Regions from separate parts of the Sus scrofa genome. Here region 1 is linked to region 2. A link is a contact called in public HiChIP or PLAC-seq data. All regions are on one chromosome and are shown on one strand. Each heading gives the region's core, a stretch centred on a gene start, on an enhancer-like site or on the middle of the called end of the contact. The rest is flanking DNA. Distances are from core to core; before and after follow the strand shown.

Region 1 (3,776 bases), core at 508-3,007, 170 kb after region 2:
CGACAGCTTTGTTTTCTAGTCTCCCAGGCAGTCTCTGCCCCATCAAATGGTTTCTAGACCTCCCAAGCAGTTTCCGCTCTGCCCCGCCCCCCAGCCCCGGGACTAACCTCCTGGGCCGAGGTCTCGGTGCCCAGCCCCCACCCTGGCATCTCAATTTTTGGTGACTGTGCCCATAGTTCAGATGGTCCGTTGGGTTCTTGATCGGCTTTTCCGTACTCCAACTTACTGCTACACTCTTCTCTGCATCTGGAGATTCCTCCGGTTTGTTTGATCTTTCCACCGGTAGGTGACTTTCCAGGCTGCAGGAACCCTTTCTCCTCCGCAGTTCCCTTTCGGGAGTGCCCGTCCCGCTCAGATTCACCTTCTCTCACTCTCCTCTTTTCTCCCGTTCTGCCCAATAATGTCACGAACTTCTTGCCGTTATTGGAGTTTAGGTTCCTCTGCCAGCGATTGGTTGCTGTTCTGTGCGAGTCATTTATTCTGTAGATGTGCTTTTTTTGTTGTGTTTGTAGGAGAGGGTGAGCGTGTCTCCCTACTCCTCCGCCATCTTGTCCTCTCTCCAGGACTGATAACTTTTTTACATTTAGTTGAAGAGTAGTCTCCAGCCTACTTCCATACACTTCCCAACCCATTGTAATCTGGCTCCAGTGCTAATCTGTATCTCAGCGCCCACAGAAACTTCTCTCACTGAGGCCAACAATAAGCTTTTCATTTCTGAAACAAATGGATACCCCTCGGTCCTATTCTTACTAAATTCCTGTAGGAGATACTGAAAATCATCATTTTCCCATCCTTTTTGCTAACAGAAACTTTTATTTTTTATCCCTCAGTTCTCAGGGATGAGTCATGATTGATCTAACCAGTTATGACAACTCGTTCCACTTTGTCAATGATTAATCAGGGAGTGGGAAGGAGCCTTGGTCAATGAGACACAAGAAGAGGTCTGATGAGTCCCCTGGGAAAGATTTTCTTCCTGAAAGAGAATGAGATGCCTGAAGAGAAAGGCTTATTGTCTCCACTACTCTTGCCTTCTGCTTGGAATGCTCTCAGTTGCTTGAGTGTCCAGCCTAGAACTTTGAGACATTTTTAACACACTGACAGTGGCAAAGCAGAAGGATGGAACGACCGGAGACCACCCACCTCAGACTGCTTGATAAGTCATTTGTATAACATAATTCACTCTCATTCCTTTACTTGCAGCTAAATGTATCCTAATTAATACACCCTCTCTCTGTAGTATTTGATATTGTTTTCCCTTAAAAATTCTCCTCTCTATGACCCCAGTCAGCTCTGGTTCTCCTCTCTGTGCTCCTCTTTCTTCACATGTCTTCAAATATAGGTGCTTCCTCAAGGATTAATCTTTAGTCTCTTCTGTGTTTTCCTTGAGTTGTCTCTTGAGGAGAGTCCCTCTGGATCCACTGCTTTCATTACCACCCACCTTCTGACAAGTCCCTCAGACCTCTCTCCCAGGCTCTATGGCAAGAGGTTTAAAACCAAATTCAATCATTTTTCCTTTGCAGACATTCTCTTCCTCCTGTATTTCTCATCTCAGTGGATGCTACAACCTCTGCCCAGTCACCCAAGACAATAACCTGGGCATGATTCTAATCTTTCTTCCTCAATTATTCATATGCTCTCCTAGTCTTCACCACTGCAAATGGGTTACAAAGTCATGTTCAGTAACCTCCAAGATATTTTTAGAATCCATCCTCTCCACTCTCACTGCCACCTCATTAGTTAACACTTTCTCATCTCTTGCTAAAACAATTGCAAGGCCCTCTTCACTGACTCATTCCCTAGTCTTTCCTCCTTCACTCAACCCTCTGCACTTGCCTCAAGGACGATTTTGGTTATCATCCCCGCTTCATCTTTCCCCAACTCTTTTAAAATGGCATTCAAGGTCCTTCATTTGACCTCAGAGCACTCATCTAGTTCCATATCTTCTGGATGTGATCTGATGAAGGGACCTTTTTTTTCTTTTGCAAAATCTAATTTCTACACTCACCTCTACTCTATCCACCTTGTGTGCTCTCATTTATCTTCAGTTCATGTCTTCTTTCAGCTGTGAAGACTCTCTTTATCCTCACCACCCTCTTCCCCTTCTTCTCTCCTCCAAGAAAGTTAGATATTCCTCCAGACTATCTTGTGATACTTCTACCATGGCATCTCTCAACCAATTCTGGAGTCATTAATGACTTTGTCCAATCTCCATTAGATTCTGAGCAACTTAAGGACAAGGACTGTCTTGTTCATGTTTTCACTCCAATGTCTAACAAGGTACTACCAGATAGTAACAGTAAATGCTTAATGAAGGAAGAATTAAATGAGTGAATGATGTTCTAATTCTCAGGGAATTTGCAGTTTACGAAAAGAGGAACCACTATCCATAAAAAGGAATCTCAAATTAGTTGATATACCATATGAGGGTCCAAAGGGGAGGCATTTCCCTGATGCTGGTTAATCACATTATATGGACAATTATTAATCCACAGTAACATCCCTGTCTCACCTATTGGGTAAATGTTCTTCCTGAAAATATCAGAAGTTTTGGCCTCTCAGCAAGGCACTTCACAGGCTATAGGTTGTCCAAAATTATTTATAGCCTTTAGTGAATATACTATGATGTTTTCGATGTGGTAATAATTCCTTTAAGAAACTTGACTAAAAAGTATAGTCCTTCTTAAAAGATGAATTCAGAAATTTTAAGGAATGCGTCTGAATATGTATAGACAAGAAGGATAATGACTTTATTCATGCTGTACATTTAAGATCCAGGTATAAGTAACTATGCAGAATTGTTAGATTCAGTGTACACACTGTTTAACATAACATGAGCAGATTCAGTCATTTAAAAGATATGGTTATCACTAACTGCAGGACCAGTTGTACTGGAGCTTGTGCATCTCCCTGATTCAGATCAATTCTTTACCTTGCTCTGTGCTCCAGAGAAGCTGACCTCTGTGCACTCTATCTATTTGGCTCCTGGGCTCTCTGACTTCTTGGGTTTGGCCAATGAGCATCACCTGCAAAAGGTCAGGAGGGAGAAAGAGACAGAGTACTTGTACCCTGCCAGGTCACGGTTAGACAGTGACTGCATTCCTCAATGAAATGCCACAGTTCCTGTTAGGTGGACCACTCCAGATTTCTGTAAGCTCCCCCTCTTCTTGCCTCTTAGGCATAGAGGACATAGGGATGGTAATAGCAGTCTGTTGTTGCTAACACAGGAAGGTTCACTATTTCCTGTTGGTTTCCCTCAGCCCTGCCCTCACCCTTGCATATATCCCACACATTGAACCCTCTTTATTCATCCAGTTTGAATACCACCTGTTTTCTGCTTGGCTGTCAACTCATGTGATCAGGATGTTTAGGGAGAGGAGGAGGATTACTCTATTTACACCATCACCCATCTTTGTTTGCTCAAAACCACATCCACCTGTGGGTACAAAAGTGTCCCAATAACAGCAATAAAACAGTATTTTGAGGTGGTCCACTGCAGAATTTTGGTTTTCTGTCTCTCTGTGTAATTCCAACATAATAACTCAATAACCTGAGGTGGGGGGGGGGGCATTCATCTGTTTCAGAACTAAGACACTTGCTCCCAATAAACTGGATACAAGAGCTCTCCTGAGGAAGCTGCTAATCTTCAAGGCACATTAAACATCACTGGGCTAATAAAACATCACAAGAAATACGACAAGATAGAAAGAAAACATATTACTCAGAAATCCTTTCGAGAGGAATACAATATGTGGTTACTAGACATATTTCCATGAGTT
Region 2 (3,758 bases), core at 85-2,584:
AAACCAATGGCAGATGGCAGAGGGGGCCCACCACTCAGAATCCCAGCCATTTATTAGGGGCCCAGGATGTGCAATGCATTTTCAGGTACCAGAGGGAACTCAAAAGTACAAAGATAGAAAAATGAAAAAAAAAAGATGCACCTCTCTTCCTGGAGATCACATTTTAGTTGGGAAAATAAGAATCATAAAGGAATGGCAGCCTGAGGCAGGATTTGGGAGATTGAACGCTCTGCCTGCCCCTTCCTTAGAATACCCATGCCCTTGGTTGGTTTCCTGCTGTAAAAGAAGATGAACATTGGTGCAGTGGCCCTGATGGAAATTCTTAAATGTAAGTGACGTACCTGGAGTTGACAGCTCATTTGTGAAAACACAGGGTAAAAATTATTACTCAGTTTGGACATGTCGAAAAGATACCTTCAGTAATCATGATGTGGTTTAAACAGTGAACAATTAGAAAAGGTGGCCTTGCAGGATCTGGCTTTTGTCACATCACTGATTGTGCGAGACCCATCTGCATAACTAGGTTAATGTCCTAAATAATTAGGCTGGGAGAGGGTAGAAAATGAAGGCCAGCTGTACCAGTGGTTTTACCTGCTTGCATTGTGACGTGCAGATCCCTTGTCAGTCCTCCAGCCACAGTGGTGGTATGGATAACAACACAATTGAGTGCCTCCCTTCTCCCCCTTCAGCTTACTCTGCTTCAGAGGGTAGGTCACCTATAGTGACCACCTGGCATTTGATGGGGCCAAGATGGAACTGGGCAGACCTCGACTTAAACCAACCTTATCTCGTTGTGCTGGGCGGGGCTGTTGATGGCAAACAGAGACTTTTGTTCCTGCCTCTCAGTGCTTCAGGATGTGGTCTCAGCGAGATGAAGGGGTTGGCTGAGGGGGCTTCATCAGTTCTTGAGGCAATTTTGCTCATTGCCAGTGTCAGGCTGGGGCACTGCGTGACTACCTGCTTTGGCTTCTTGCTCTCTTCCCTGCAGAGCCCATAAGCCAGAGTCATCATCTAATGATATAATAAACCTACTGCCCCAAACTCGAAAGCTACAATAGTTACTGAAATGTACAGAGTCCATGTGTCCTCTCCATTGGTCTTGATTTTCATAAAAATGCTAAGCAGTAGCCTATGCTGTAATCTATTTTGTTGTTGATGAGGATGTAATAGTTCATGCTCCCATAGCACTTCAGTGCATGGCAAGCACTGTTTTAAGCAATTCATATTTAAAAACTCATAATTCCCATGAGGTAGGAACTGTTGTTATCTGCATGTCATAATAAGGAAATAAACACAGTGGTTAAGTAACTGGCCCAAGATCACACAGCTCGTAAGGAACAGGGCCAAGACTCAAACCCAAGATGCTTGACTCCTGAGTCTGTGTCCTTAAGCTCACACTACACTACCTCTTGGGAACAGACAGAAGTTGGTTGAATGACCTCCCCAAGGTTACTTGGGGAAGGAGGGGGAAGCAGACTGAAGGAAGTATATGGGGGCTGTATTGCTCCATAAGGGCACAGTTGAGTATTTGCACGTGACCTCTATCTATCTATCTGTCATACTTGGCCACAAGTCCAGATTTGCTTTGTCTCCAGAATTGATCACTCTGGATTTGCTATGGGATAAGATCATCAGCACGGGCTATACAGTTCCTTAGGAAATGTAAAATATGCCCCACTTATTATTGCTGTATGAAACCTTATGTTTGCAGAAGGTCTCTGTGTGGATTTGTGTATGTTGTGGCATGGGTTATTTATGGAGTGAAATCCAGGGTAAAGTGACTGTTCAGACTAAGATCACTCACCTTGTGACCTTAACAGTGTTTTAACACAGAAACTGAGGTGCTGGAGAAATTTAACCAAACTGAAATAATCTTAATTGGATCAATATTAGTCCAGCATTTAGGCAAGAAGAATGTTAGTCTCCTGTCAAAATGTGTATTCATCTGCTACTTTTGCTTACCAGTTTGGTGATACTTTCTAAACTAAACATGAGACATAGGTGAAAAGTCATTTGCCTCCTGATATGTGAATTCTGTTGACTTAAGATCTTAGGAAGTTGTGATGATTCCTAATAAAGGTAATTTAGCAAATTACCTTTATTAGGAAGAATACTACTACATAAAATGGGGAAGGGTTTGCACAGTGTTTCCACATGTAAGTTCTTACATGTTTCAAGTGAACAACTACATGGCTGTCTTGAAAAAGCTGTGCTCTTTGGTTACTGGGATCAGACTGGGTTGGTGCTCAGGACGTAGCAGTGAATTCTCCCAAAGGGAATATTTTAGGGGAAAATACGATGCTCTAGCGCATTTTGCTCTGTCATGCATTGGAGGAAACGCTCTGTCCTGCTTTGGAGGAAATTGGTAAAGTTCCTTCTTGGAAAGGAACTCACATGTGTGTTGCTGTCCTGTGTCCAGCCTGTGACCAGTAGTCCAAAAATGACCTGTGGAATATTCCAGGCCTGTCCTTGGAGTTTGTCATTTGATTGGGGTGAACAAGGCTTTTTTATGCAAAACATAATTAGAAAATAGAGCAGTAGTGACTATAATCCAGAGTTAAGATATGAGGTTCCTGTTTAATTCTGAGGGCCTGGGAGTGATTCTGAACATCATTTGTCTTTGGGTTTTTCAGAGGCTTCCATTTAATGGTTCAGGTTGTTCTCTGATGGGGAGAGCAGGTAACCAGATATGACCTATTGATATGGCAAAAAGTTCAGGTTCAAGTGTCCTCCTCCCTCCCTCCCGCCTTCCTTTCCCCTCCCCTCCATATTGCTCTTACATAAGGCATTACTAATGCTGGCAAAGGTTTGTGTTTAGCCATTTGCCAAAAGCAGCCTGCATGTCCTTTCCTGGGGTTGGGGCTATAAACTCAACTCCTTCCTGCCATAAAACATTCCTCCTCACCCCCTCCCAGCAGGACCCAGGTCCCCTTCGCAAGGCTGCATGTTCATTTAGCAAATGGCTGCAGCAGCTTTTGCTGCTTGTTTGCCCTAAGTTCTAAGCCTGGCAAAACAAGGACTTGACTATTTCTTCTTAGTGGACTGTCTTCAGGGAACTAGCCTCAGTGTTGACAGGATCTAGTCCCATTAGACTGAGGAGCCCTTAGAGGGAACTGGCTGTGGCTAGACAGGTCAAGATGTCTCATTGTCCCTTCCATGGTCTCCATTGTCTCAAATAACAAGAGCGACAACAATGGCTAGCATTTATCTAGTGTGGTGTGCCCTGTAATGTTAACATAGTTTCGTTCAACAAACCCATTCGTTGTTATTGGCGCTGCCTATGTTCAGCAAAAACCCAGTAGGAGCCATCTGCCCCTGCCCATCCCCCCTCCGCAGCTGCCTTGATTGTCTTAAGATCTTTCTGCTTATCTTCCATCATGTTGCATCACAAGAGATTATAGATAGTTCCCTGTGCTGTACAGCAGGACCTCATTGCTTATCCATTCTAAATGTAATAGTTTTCATCTACTAACCGCAAACTCCCCATCCATCCCACTCCCTCCCCCTCCCCATTGGCAACCACAAGACTTCTGTTTCCGTTCCATAGAGAGGTTCATTCATGCCATATTTTAGATTCCACATAGAAGTAATATCATATGGTATTGAATGGTATATATGTATGATCGGGTCACTTTGCTGTATAGCAGAAATTGACAGAACATTATAAATCAACTATAAGAAAAAAGGAAAAAAATTACTAAAAAAAAAAAAAAAAAAGAACTTTTTGCTTAGGAGGGAGCCACGTTCTGATTCCTTCT

The links. HiChIP or PLAC-seq counts read pairs in DNA pulled down with a chosen protein or histone mark.
Region 1: a contact with region 2 is called in an H3K27ac HiChIP or PLAC-seq map of alveolar macrophages. The contact joins two enhancer-like sites. A contact is called at or near these places in 2 of 2 datasets of contacts at active chromatin or transcription factors (alveolar macrophages and skeletal muscle).

Annotation. Positions count from the first base shown.
Region 1 is chr1:190,565,179-190,568,954 of Sscrofa11.1, forward strand. No RefSeq gene overlaps it. Among named protein-coding and RNA genes, the nearest start is that of HIF1A, 58 kb to the right of the region's middle. Within about 2 kb of position 1,758, at least 4 of the 83 cell types and tissues checked have an H3K27ac peak or open chromatin away from gene starts, as enhancers often do. A contact at or near this core is called in alveolar macrophages, where this site is marked.
Region 2 is chr1:190,397,622-190,401,379 of Sscrofa11.1, forward strand. All of the region lies in intron 10 of PRKCH (protein kinase C eta type), which reads left to right. Among named protein-coding and RNA genes, the nearest start is that of PRKCH, 190 kb to the left of the region's middle. Within about 2 kb of position 1,335, at least 3 of the 83 cell types and tissues checked have an H3K27ac peak or open chromatin away from gene starts, as enhancers often do. A contact at or near this core is called in alveolar macrophages, where this site is marked.